2 separate regions of the Mus musculus genome follow, and region 2 is linked to region 1. The links are chromatin contacts, called in public promoter capture Hi-C maps. All regions are on one chromosome and are shown on one strand. The core of a region is the stretch at or near the end of the contact, and the rest is flanking DNA. Distances in the headings are between cores, read along the strand shown.

Region 1 (5,239 bases), core at 1,955-4,454:
AATGTGTAATTCATCATATTCAAGCAATAGTCAGACGATGAGACCACAGAACAAAGGGAGCTGGAGGAAGAGCAGGCCTGGGGACCACCTTCAGGAAACGCCAACGTTTAGAGGTGGAGAATGTGAGACAGAATGAGAAAAGGACTCGTAGGAACAGCCAGTGAGGTAGGACAAGATAAAGGCCCAGTGTTCTCCCCAGAGGCAATGACAATAAACAACAACAACAAAACAAACAAAAACCCATCTAACTGATCACCAGTGTTATGAGCCACCAATAGAATGAAAAATGTCTTCTGACGTATCTTTTACTCATCTTAATTATCAAATACATTAAGTCTACAAAGAAGACACCTGCTGTCATGATCACTGTTGTGAGCAGGAATTCATCAGTCTCTAAGCAATCTCCCATCTTGTCTTCCTATAAGAGAGATCCAGTCTTGCAAAGGTCTCATATCTCTTCCCCAGCATATCCTCATTTGATTTCTAAACATCTCTGCCATTCTGACAAGGAATCATCAATCCAAATGAGGAAACTCAAGAACTCTAACTTTTGTTTTTAAAGATGGACATTTGTCTCACCAAAACATGCATGAAATTTTGCCACAGTGCATATGTATCCTTTATCAGTACTCTGCCTGTTGAGTATAATAACAGAGTTTTAAATCCATGGGATGAGAGACATCATCTAGAGAGACTTTTTAAAAGTACATAGCTGCGTGGTGTGTAGTGAAATGATTTTTTGAATCTTCTGAGAAACCGTGGGGGAGGGGGAGACACTACCTGGTGGAAACTGGAAAAACATTAAATCCAGGAGAACCTGACAACCCTCCCAGAGATGGGGCAAGCTACAGGATGGAAAGACACCAAGACAAGGCAGTAGACCTGGGGAAAAAGAAAGGTAGAGAATCCATAGGAAGGTAGAGTCAATAGACAAGCAATTGGCCAGCAGAAAGAAAGAAAGAAAGAAAGAAAGAAAGAAAGAAAGAAAGAAAGAAAGAAAGAAAGGAAGGAAGGAAGGAAGGAAGGAAGGAAGGAAGGAAGGAAGGAAGGAAGGAAGGAAGGAAGAGGAAATACAGAACAAACCAGTTAATTTTGTTAACCTCATAACCTCATAGCATAGGAATAAGTTCCATTTGAGGATTACTTTTTAACTACATCACGTTTTTTGAATACTTAGTCACTCCATAATCACCTGACAGAAAATATGTCCGGAACTCTGGGGAGAAGGTGGCTTGGATACAGAGATGTAGAATTTACTGGACAGTCAGGCAGATTGATTTTTTTTTGCACTGTATGCAGACTGATAATAAATACAGAGGGCATGACACAGAAAAATTCCAACAACTAAGCCATGGCTAGGCCAAGCATTGATGGCACGCATCTTTAATCCCCACACTGGGGAGGCAGAGGCAGGCAGATCTCTCTGTGAGCTTGAAGACAGTGTGCTTCATAGTGAGTTACAAGCCATTTAGGGCTACATAGTGAGACCCTGTATCAAAAGGAAGGAAGGGAGGGAGGGAGGGAGGGAGGGAGGGAGGGAGGGAGGGAGGGAGGAAGAAAGGAAGAAACAAAAAACAGAAGCCAGCCATAGCCAAAGGTTGAGAAGCACATGAACAAATCTGGAAAATGTTTGCCGTGATGGAGGCAAAGACAGAGCAGCGGCAATGTCAAAGTCATCAAGGCAGGGACTTCAGGAAAGAAAAAATTCTAATACTGTCGGGAGTCACAGAGAAACCCAAGTTCAACCCTTGGATGTCCTTGGATTAGTCTCTGATAACCTCAGCACAGATGATGGAGCTAGTAACTTAAGGGTCCCCATTTGTGTGCATTGGTGTGATGTCAAATGTGTGTGTTACATTGTTGTTATTTAAGGTTCAGGGTTTTCTTTGTTGTTTTGTTTTGTTTAAGGTTTATTTATTTTATATATGTGAGTACACTGTCACTGTCCTCAGCCACACCAGAAGAGGGCATCAGACCCCATTACAGATTGTGAGCCACCATGTAGTTGCTGGGAATTGCACTCAGGACCTCTGGAAAAGCAGTCAGTGCTCTTAACCACTGAGCCATCTCTCCAGCCCTTTTTTGTTTATTAAAGTAGTTTCATACATCAATCTATAATGATTTCAAAATAGTTTGAAGTTCTATAATAAAATCCTGCTTGCCCAAGATGAGATCTTTAACTGAAATTATAACTGTTAAACCAGTATCTTTAGCTACAGAAATTTTAAATAACATCTAAACTTATTTTAAATTTCTAGAGGAAGGTTTGATAATTGCTGATAGAAAGCTGGACTCCAACTACTATTAATACTATTTACTTACAATAAGACTCAACTGCCCATTCCACATGAATCTTGTCTCCATTTTCTGTTCAGTACATCTGCTCTCAAGATGAGAAGATATATGTTTACATCACTTCAATAAAACAAGAAGTGCTACAGTGGTCCCAAAGGGACTATCAAAACTGTTCATCTTGGCTCTTGTTAACAGTCCTCTACAAAATACACTGTTTTTTTGTTTTGTTTTGTTTTTACAAAACCTAGGTACTATAACACCCTCAAAACCAGGTGGGATGGTGGAATTGAAGGTATGATCGCCAAGTCCACAGAAGAAAACAGGCGTCTATTTTATCGTTCTCTAGGAATTAATGTGCTCCTTTGTAAAGCAGCTTGTCTATAAAGTCCTAGTCAGCCGTACCCTTGTCTTTGATTTCAGCAACCCTAACGTATTGCCATGTTTTATTTACCTCCTAGGAATGGCAATTAGTTTGAACCTCAAAACATGTCTTCTGAGCAGAGAAGCAAGTCTCCTCGGTTAGGAGCAACAAAATCAAGTTGGCAGCGGAGACCATTTGCACAAAATCTAATACGAATCCTATTTCACTCCTTTTTCTGCGCCACCTTAATAATGACAGCAAAAGCAGAAGGGTGAAATGTTATTTACAGCTTGGGCCGGGAGAAGCTGCTTAGGCAATTGCTAGGCTGAGCGCGGTGTCGCCGCCATGCAAGCAGGTCACACACCGCTCACCTTCACAGTCAGCCCTCGGCCCCACACCGGCCTCCAGGCCCTGCGCCAGCACAGGGTTCGAGATACAAAACCCGGCGCAAAAGGTCACCAGAGCAGTTGGACTGATGCACCGCATGCTGAGCCTGGGACCCGGAACTACCCACACCTTCCTTACTGTAGTGGGGGCTGCCTCGTGAAGCCGGAAAGAGGCAGGAAACAAGTGACGCAATCTCACCAGGCGTTCCCATTGGCTCTGATGAACGGCGCTCAGGAGAGGGAGGAGCTAATGACCCTCTTCCGGGCCTTTCCGGCTTGAGCTTGAGCAGACCGGCGTTTACGCCGGGCTCCCAAGGAGCGCGGAGTGATGCGCTAAAACTATTGGCTAACCGTTCTGATGAAAGGCGGCATCCTTATGTTGATTGGCTGCGACTTGGGAGGCCGGCGCAGCAGACCGGACGCAGTAGGCGGGCGGGAACGTGAAGTCTCCGCAGTGCCTGATGGGCTTGTTCCGAGGAAGCTAGCTGAAGCTGCTGAAGGGTCCTTCGTTGAGCTGCCGTGGTCTCCGCCGCCTTATGGCGGCGATCGGCGTGCACCTGGGCTGCACATCAGCCTGTGTGGCTGTCTACAAGGTGAGCCTGGGAAGCTGTCTCCGGGTTCCGTGGCGGCCACCCTGTTTTCTGGGCTCCGGGTCATCGGCCCGGGAACCGTGCGTGCAAGCAAGTGGCAATGTTGCGGGTTCTCGGCTCTCCCTCCAAGGCCAAGCACGCTGTGTGGAGGGTGGATACAGAGAGCCGGATCTTGGATACTCCAGGGTATCCTGGACGTCTTGGCTGTTTGAGGAGTTTTAGGGACGAAAAGGCCTCAAGCATGCAGGGTGCACTTAGGAGACCGGGCCATAGGATGCCCAGAAGAGTTCAAAAGACGTCAGGGCTCCAGGATGCCTGGAGTCCTCGGGGCGGGGGACATCGTTCTTGTAAAGACGCCTAGAACAAACCTGGATGTCAGGACCCCCTGGATGCTAGAGAAGTCCTAGTGACAACTGACCGCAGAGTCCCTAAGAGGTCACGGTGACGTCACTGGTTCGGGGTTCCCGGAGGTGGGAGGTATTTGAATTTCTGAGCAACCAGAGCACTGTGTAACTGCCCTCGAGAGAAGGGTTCCTAGTTAAGAACTGACTCTTGCTGTACACACTTGATTCTAGAACTGAGAACTTAACAAGGAACTATAGCTTTTTCCTCCTCAATATCGATGGAGAAGGAACAATGTTAAGGAATTTAACCGATGCTATCTTCGGTTTTAAGTCTCATTCGATTTATCAGGAAAGTCCCAGGGGAGTAGCTACTTCGTTTGTAGGGAAGCAGGTGGAAAAGCTGTATTTGTGGGAGAGTCGTGTAATCATGCTTGCTAGGTATAGAATGTTGTATACATTTGATCCAGCTTACTGCACAGATCTAAACGGGAAAATGCATGGGCTAGAAGAAGCCTTTTATTAAACTATAAGAAACAAATAGTGGCAGTTAAAAGACCAGTTTATGAGGGACAATCTAAGAAAGAGAGACACTGCCAACCTAGTAAGGTTTTGCAAGGTGGAGTAGTCTGAGGACTGAACTCGGGTAGCCTTGTGCTTTTATTGATTGTTACGAAAAAAAGGCCTTTTGGCAAGTCAATTACTGAATACCAGAATGTCTTCTCTGATCTCGTTGTCTGAAGGACCCATTGCCTAAGCAATTATCAACCATTGCAAAAATTCCTGGTTTGCCAAGAATGTCTTGCTACTGAGGTTATGCAATTCCTCAGTTTGAAATTCCCAAAGGAAGAGCAACCCCATAAGTCCCATCACTGATTATTTACAGAAGATGACTTTAAGGCCTGAATGGGTGTCACTCAGGCACCTGAGTGAATGCCAGATACAATGGCATTTCTAAAATTCCATTACAATCTGCAGGTATATTCAATGAGATTGTGCATTCCAGTGTGAGAGAACTAACCCTCTCACATCTTTCCTTAGGATGGCCGGGCCGATGTGGTTGCAAATGATGCAGGGGATAGAGTCACACCAGCCATTGTTGCTTACTCGGAACGTGAACAGGTACGGTCGAGTACTCTCATCGGTGGTTCTTGAAAATAATGCAGAGTCTTGTTGTTAATGTGCAGTTCTTTTTCAGGTGGTTGGACTGGCAGCAAAACAAAGTAGAATAAGACATGTTTCAAGCACAGTAGTGAAAGTGAAACA
Region 2 (5,271 bases), core at 2,483-4,982, 1.0 Mb before region 1:
GGAGATCTGAGGCATGAATTACATCACTCTTTATTAGTCTGGTACTTAAACAGCTTTCTTACTGCAGCTCCTATGGAAGAGACCTGGTCTTTCTTGGAAGTTCCCCAGAATCTCAAATATATTTAGAGTGTCTTTGGTTCTTTAGACAATTTCTCTGAATGACTTGGCCCTGAGTAGTCCCCAAGATCTTTTCAAAGAAGACTGTATGTCATCTTCAAATCTGGATGTGATGGTAAGGGATGGACCATGTCCAGATTTTTATAAATCTGCTCATCTTTGTCATTTTTATTTCATGTTTCATGGAGGGGAGTTGCCTGTATGCATGTTTGTGTACCACAATGCATGTAGAAGGTGTGTGTGTATGTGTGTATGTGTGTGTGTGTGTAAAGAAAAGAAAAGGGGTGGGGAAGGAGAGAGGAAAAAGCAGGAAAGATAGAGGGAGAAGTGAAGGAAAGAAGGGAGGAAGGGAAGAGAGAGACTCTATAGAGACACATATTCAAGGCTAAGGAGGATGCTGGATCCCCATTGGAGTGGAGTTATAGATAGCTATAAGCCATCTATATGTGTTGTGTCCGGCCAGCAGATCATAGCCTGGGTTCTAGCCTGGAAAGGCATTTTGGAAACCTGGAAGAGAAGAGGGGCTAGGCGACGAGATAAAGAAATGTAGCTAAGACAGGCAGATTCTGATCAAAGCTCGATTTTACTGTTCCGCACGCAGTTATGAAGCAGGGGAAGGGGGCCCGATTCCCGCCAATTAATCTCGGAGTCCAGTAGCAGGGTGACCACGTGATGGCTTCAGAACAGCAAAGCGGCGGGGCTCCAGCAGTGGGCGTGGCAGAACGTTTGAGCCGGCAAGCTCCATCCAGGTATTAACAGTGGAACCCTTAAGGCTGGGGGAGGGGAGGCTGCATATATGCATTATGGTCCACAGACATACACATAAGTGCTGGCAATTAAACCTAAGTCCCCTGGAAGAGTAGCCAGTATTTATAACCACTCAATGCCTGCAAACCTGCTCATCTTACTTGTCACTGAAACACAGCTGCTCAATAACTAATTAAATCACTTTTTTTTCCTGATATAAGGTCTCACTGGTCTTGCTGTGTAGCCCCAGCTGGCTCAGAACTCAGAGCTCCTTCTGCCTCCCGAGTGCTGTGACTGATGGGAATACAACCATGTCCAGCCCTGCTACGGTTTTTGTTTGCTTGTTTGAGTTCTGCCTTAGAACGTACATAATGTGGGTTCATTGAAAGAAATGTTACAATGGGATCATGATGCGATTTGAAGTTAAACAAGGCAAGACTGAAAATACAGGTCCTCGGTAGTAACAGCCATAGTTCTCCCATGTGCTCAGAGCTCAGGATGGCTAGTGGCAATCCTGTCAATATAGATTGGTAGTGTTTCTGTCTCCACAAAGGCTCTACTAGTCACTTCTAGTGTGGTCTCTAATTTAAATATTCTTCTGTTCTTTTATGTATTTGTGTTCTAGGGGGACATGGTCTTAAAAAATAAAAACTTCTTGGTTTTTGAAAAAAAAATCCAACGTATGTTTGTTGAACACAGACATAATGCCACTCTAAATAAGAACATTCCCGTCAATGCCAGCACATGTTTACTCCAATGGGCTCATGAGATGACATCATCTAGTGACATCACAGGCACTGTAGTCTGTATTAATATACTCGACGTCTGCACAACAATAAACCAGTTACTATGTCTATCAGAGTACACCCTGCCACGAAGTGACACGGGCCTGGAGTTCCTATGTTTGTAAACATAGCACCATTGGGGGCACTAACTGAAACATGCGCGCAAAAGTTGATGTGTTTACGATATAGAATTTGATGGTTTTGGAGACAGGACCACACACTTGAGACACCATCACAGCAATACATATGTCCACTGCCTCCAAAGATATCTGTACTATTGTAGTATACATGTAACACAACCTGCTATCTTAATGAACCTTTAAGTGAATGGTGCCTTATTATACATAGTCTGTAGTGTTAGAGATGGAGAGAGACTCAGGGCCATCAGCATGTGACAATAAGATAATCCATGACTTTTTTTTTTTTTGGTCATGGTTATGAAGAAAGTTATGACTTCATTTTTCCTCTCTCCCTTCCTTCTCTTTTTCTTTCTCTCACTCTATACCACTGGCTAGCCTTAAACTGATGGTAATCCTCCTGCCTCAGCCTTTCAGTGCTGTGATTAAGGCATGATGCCCAGTACATCTTCCTTTCTCGTCCCGTATCACTAGATCTGATACCGAGTGGCTGAACAAGAGGGAAAGCTGGGAGAGACTTAGAGACTAGTCTGTTAGCTTAACACCATTTATTTTTTTCTGAGGATAGAGTCCAAAAACTTGTGACTTGCCTCAGACCATGAGGACCTTAATGGCAGTTATTGTGCCGGAAAACCACAATTTCTTGTCTAATATATGGCCTTATCTTAGGACTTGCCCCTTCCAAGTTAATAAGGTCTCAGTCCCAGCCAGCACCCTCTCAGAACAAAATTTACAACTGAAGTTAGCACTGAAGAATAATTTAAATTGAGAGTTATTTTGAACTACAAGCCAAACTCTGATATATGGATTTTCTAATTAGTCTTGGGGGAGAAGGGGGGGTGTCTAGGCTTGTCCGCCATAACTCATGACACTGTATTGGAGCAGTCCACATCTTTTGAAGAGGGGATATCCTCAAGGTCTCAGGCCAAGGAATTCTAAAGATAGACAAAGATAGTTGCTACTCAGCTCAAGGGAACTAACAGCCGTCTTTCTACCATGTGGAGGACTAGAAGACAACCATTCTTTATGTGTAACGAGCCACAGCAGCTTAACCACCTCTGCAATTCATCTGCCTGGTCAGAGCTGGGATGTGGGAGAATGTTTGCAATGGCAGTTGTGGGACTGCCAGCTCCCGTAACATGACAGAGTACAAACATGTTCATAGAAACTCTCCAGGGTTTCTGCAATAGATCATTTCTAGCTTTATTCATTTCCTTTCCCACTGATCACTTTGCTAAAGAGCTCATGGTACTTGGAAGCACATTGTGTGTGTGTGTGTGTGTGTGTGTGTGTGCGTGTGCGTGTGCGTGTGTGTGTGTGTGTGTGTGTGTGTGAGACATGTGAGCCCTTCTGTTAAACATTTACATCTATGGTGTAGTGAATGGTCAACAGGGGGCTAATGGTTAACACCAGCTGGGAGACTTATCTCATGTGTAACTCAAAATCAACCTTTGGCAGACAGCCCCGAGCAGGAGTTTGGTGTCTCACAATTTGATTCATTTGCTAGATGTAAGTTGTCTGTGTGGGGAAAGAGAGGTGGGGGAAGGGAGGAAGGAAGGCCTTTGCTTTCGCACAGCCCATTCTGCAGGTCCTGTGGGTGAACATTCCGTATAGTGCTCTGCCAGCTATAGCGAAGCTTTAAGCAACAGTCGTAAACGTGTGACCTAGTTTAGGCAAGTTCTTTCTCATTATAGGTGTCCTTAGGGTAAGTGGAAATGAGTGTCTTTAGGGTGAGCTTTCCCTTTCCCTTCAGATGAAGAGAGTATAAAACACCCAGAGTCAGAATGTGTCTGGCAATAGAGGAAAGGGAGCCAGGATGAGAGGCCTCAGACTGTGCACACAGAGCAAGGCTGATGGAGGAGGCTGTGCCGCTACTTCTTAGGATCCCTAGTTACTATTTACTGAGTGTAACAGTCACTGGACGCCCTCCCTCAGAGGAGTCCTCTAGAGAGAGAATAGAGGAACCAGACTCGGAACAGTAGGAAGACAGGCTGGCTCTCGGCTGCTGAGAGCTTGTCTATTCTCCAAGCTTTTCTCCCTTGTTTGGAACGTTATTTATTCCCAAGCAGTTCATGCCTTACATATAATTTTCAGACATATGGTACTGTATATTCTCCCAAGTTTTAGTTCAGTTCCCTACAGCCTCCCTGCACAGTGCGCTTCCTGTCTTCTACTTTAATACGTTCACTATTTCCTTATTATAAATAATAACCCCCCTTTGCATTTCTTTTTTCCAGGTGATTACACTGTTAAGATTTTGCTGGAACGAAACAGAGTCTTTGAGTTTCTGTTCACTTCCCGAGTTTCCCCAGAAAGCCGAGTCCACCACGGAGGACTAGACAGATGTCCCAGAGATCTTCCTGCCAGGTTCCAGCTGCCACGTGACATACAAAAGATGACTCTGCTTTTCCCTCGGCTGGCTTTTAGCTGGCTTCCCAGGCAGTAGATCCCTACCTGTGCTTTTCCAGCAGAGAAACAAACTGATCAAGATAACAAACAGTATACAAAGCCCCGATACGTTCCCGAGGCTGTGGGCTTTCCCTTGACAGAAGACAAAATGGAGAAGCAGGGGAGAGGTAGGAGGCTCTTCAAGAAAGAGCTGTGAGAGGCTTCCACTTGGCCACCTGCAAAGGCTGGTGCTGTGACATTCCTGTGGCTTATCGCATTGATAGTTCTGTGTTGGAGCCTCAATGGTTCCAGTGTCACCTGAGGAGGAGGGGCTCCTGCTGGGTCATTTCCTGAGCCAGAATCTTGCCTGGGAATCCAGGGTGGTGGCAGACATGTGATAATGTTCTATTGAGAGGGAATGCTGTATCTTTTGGCTACTGAAGCCATGATGTATGTATTTTGGGCCTCTTTCCCTCACTACTGAGTGAAAGGGCATCATTCCCTTTGCTCTTTGGAAAATGGTATAGAATGACAGAATGTGGTTTGCTGTAGGTGTGTACAGGCATGCATGCGTGCATTCTTCGTGCAGACGGACAAGATGGACAAGACGGACCACTTCCATTCACTCAGCCCTGCTTTATCTAAAGCGATGAAGCAACTTCAGGAGGAGGACCCAGGGCACTTGTCAGCAGCTTTATGGTGGCTTGGTGGCTATCCACTCTCTCTCGGGAAGATTGCCATCAGAGAATCTTGACATGCTCCAAAAAAACCAAAACAACAACAACAAAAAAAAAAACATGCAACGGGGCCTCCTGACCTGGTTCAGAGGGTTTGCTGGTACTTTTCAAGTCGTACCAAGAATCTCAAGGGAAAGCATTCCTCTGTGGTTAGGTTGAGAAAGTCCAACTTTTCCCATACAGCAAATGAGATGATTAGTGTTAATTATCATCGCAACAGCGCCTAGAATAGCCTGGGAGGCAGGCCTCTGGGCACGTCTGTGAGGGGCTGTCTTGATTACATTAATTGAGGTTGGAAAGCCTCTCTGTGGATGGCGGCCCTATTCCTTGGCTGGGATTCTGGACTGCGAATGGAGACAG

Evidence for each region. Promoter capture Hi-C pulls out the DNA fragments that hold promoters and counts their contacts.
Region 2: a contact with region 1 is called in a promoter capture Hi-C map of liver, with 4 times the contacts expected there. The contact joins the enhancer-like site here to the promoter of Cdnf in region 1. A contact is called at or near these places in 10 of 39 promoter capture datasets (the 3T3-L1 cell line, 3T3-L1-derived adipocytes, the HPC-7 cell line and 5 more), 1 of 15 datasets of contacts at CTCF or cohesin (stem cell-derived epiblast-like cells), 4 of 484 Hi-C or Micro-C datasets (the Ba/F3 cell line, the P5424 cell line, adipose-derived mesenchymal stem cells and 1 more), 9 of 115 datasets of contacts at active chromatin or transcription factors (astrocytes, cardiomyocytes, embryonic stem cells and 5 more) and 1 of 9 other capture datasets (macrophages).

Annotation. Positions count from the first base shown.
Region 1 is chr2:3,511,030-3,516,268 of GRCm38.p6, reverse strand. Cdnf (cerebral dopamine neurotrophic factor) reads right to left here and starts at 3,204. Exons shown (of 4, transcript NM_177647.4): 1 at 3,028-3,204. The coding sequence starts at 3,142. It overlaps Hspa14 (heat shock protein 14), which reads left to right and starts at 3,455. Exons shown (of 14, transcript NM_015765.2): 1 at 3,455-3,635; 2 at 5,015-5,095; 3 at 5,172-5,239. The coding sequence starts at 3,579.
Region 2 is chr2:4,508,367-4,513,637 of GRCm38.p6, reverse strand. The region is part of intron 5 of Frmd4a (FERM domain containing 4A); the gene reads right to left. It overlaps Gm39751 (a long non-coding RNA gene), which reads left to right. Exons shown (of 5, transcript XR_865941.3): 1 at 1-3,295; 2 at 4,024-4,362. Among named protein-coding and RNA genes, the nearest start is that of Gm39751, 2.7 kb to the left of the region's middle. Within about 2 kb of position 3,732, at least 45 of the 459 cell types and tissues checked have an H3K27ac peak or open chromatin away from gene starts, as enhancers often do. A contact at or near this core is called in forebrain, hippocampal neurons and liver, where this site is marked.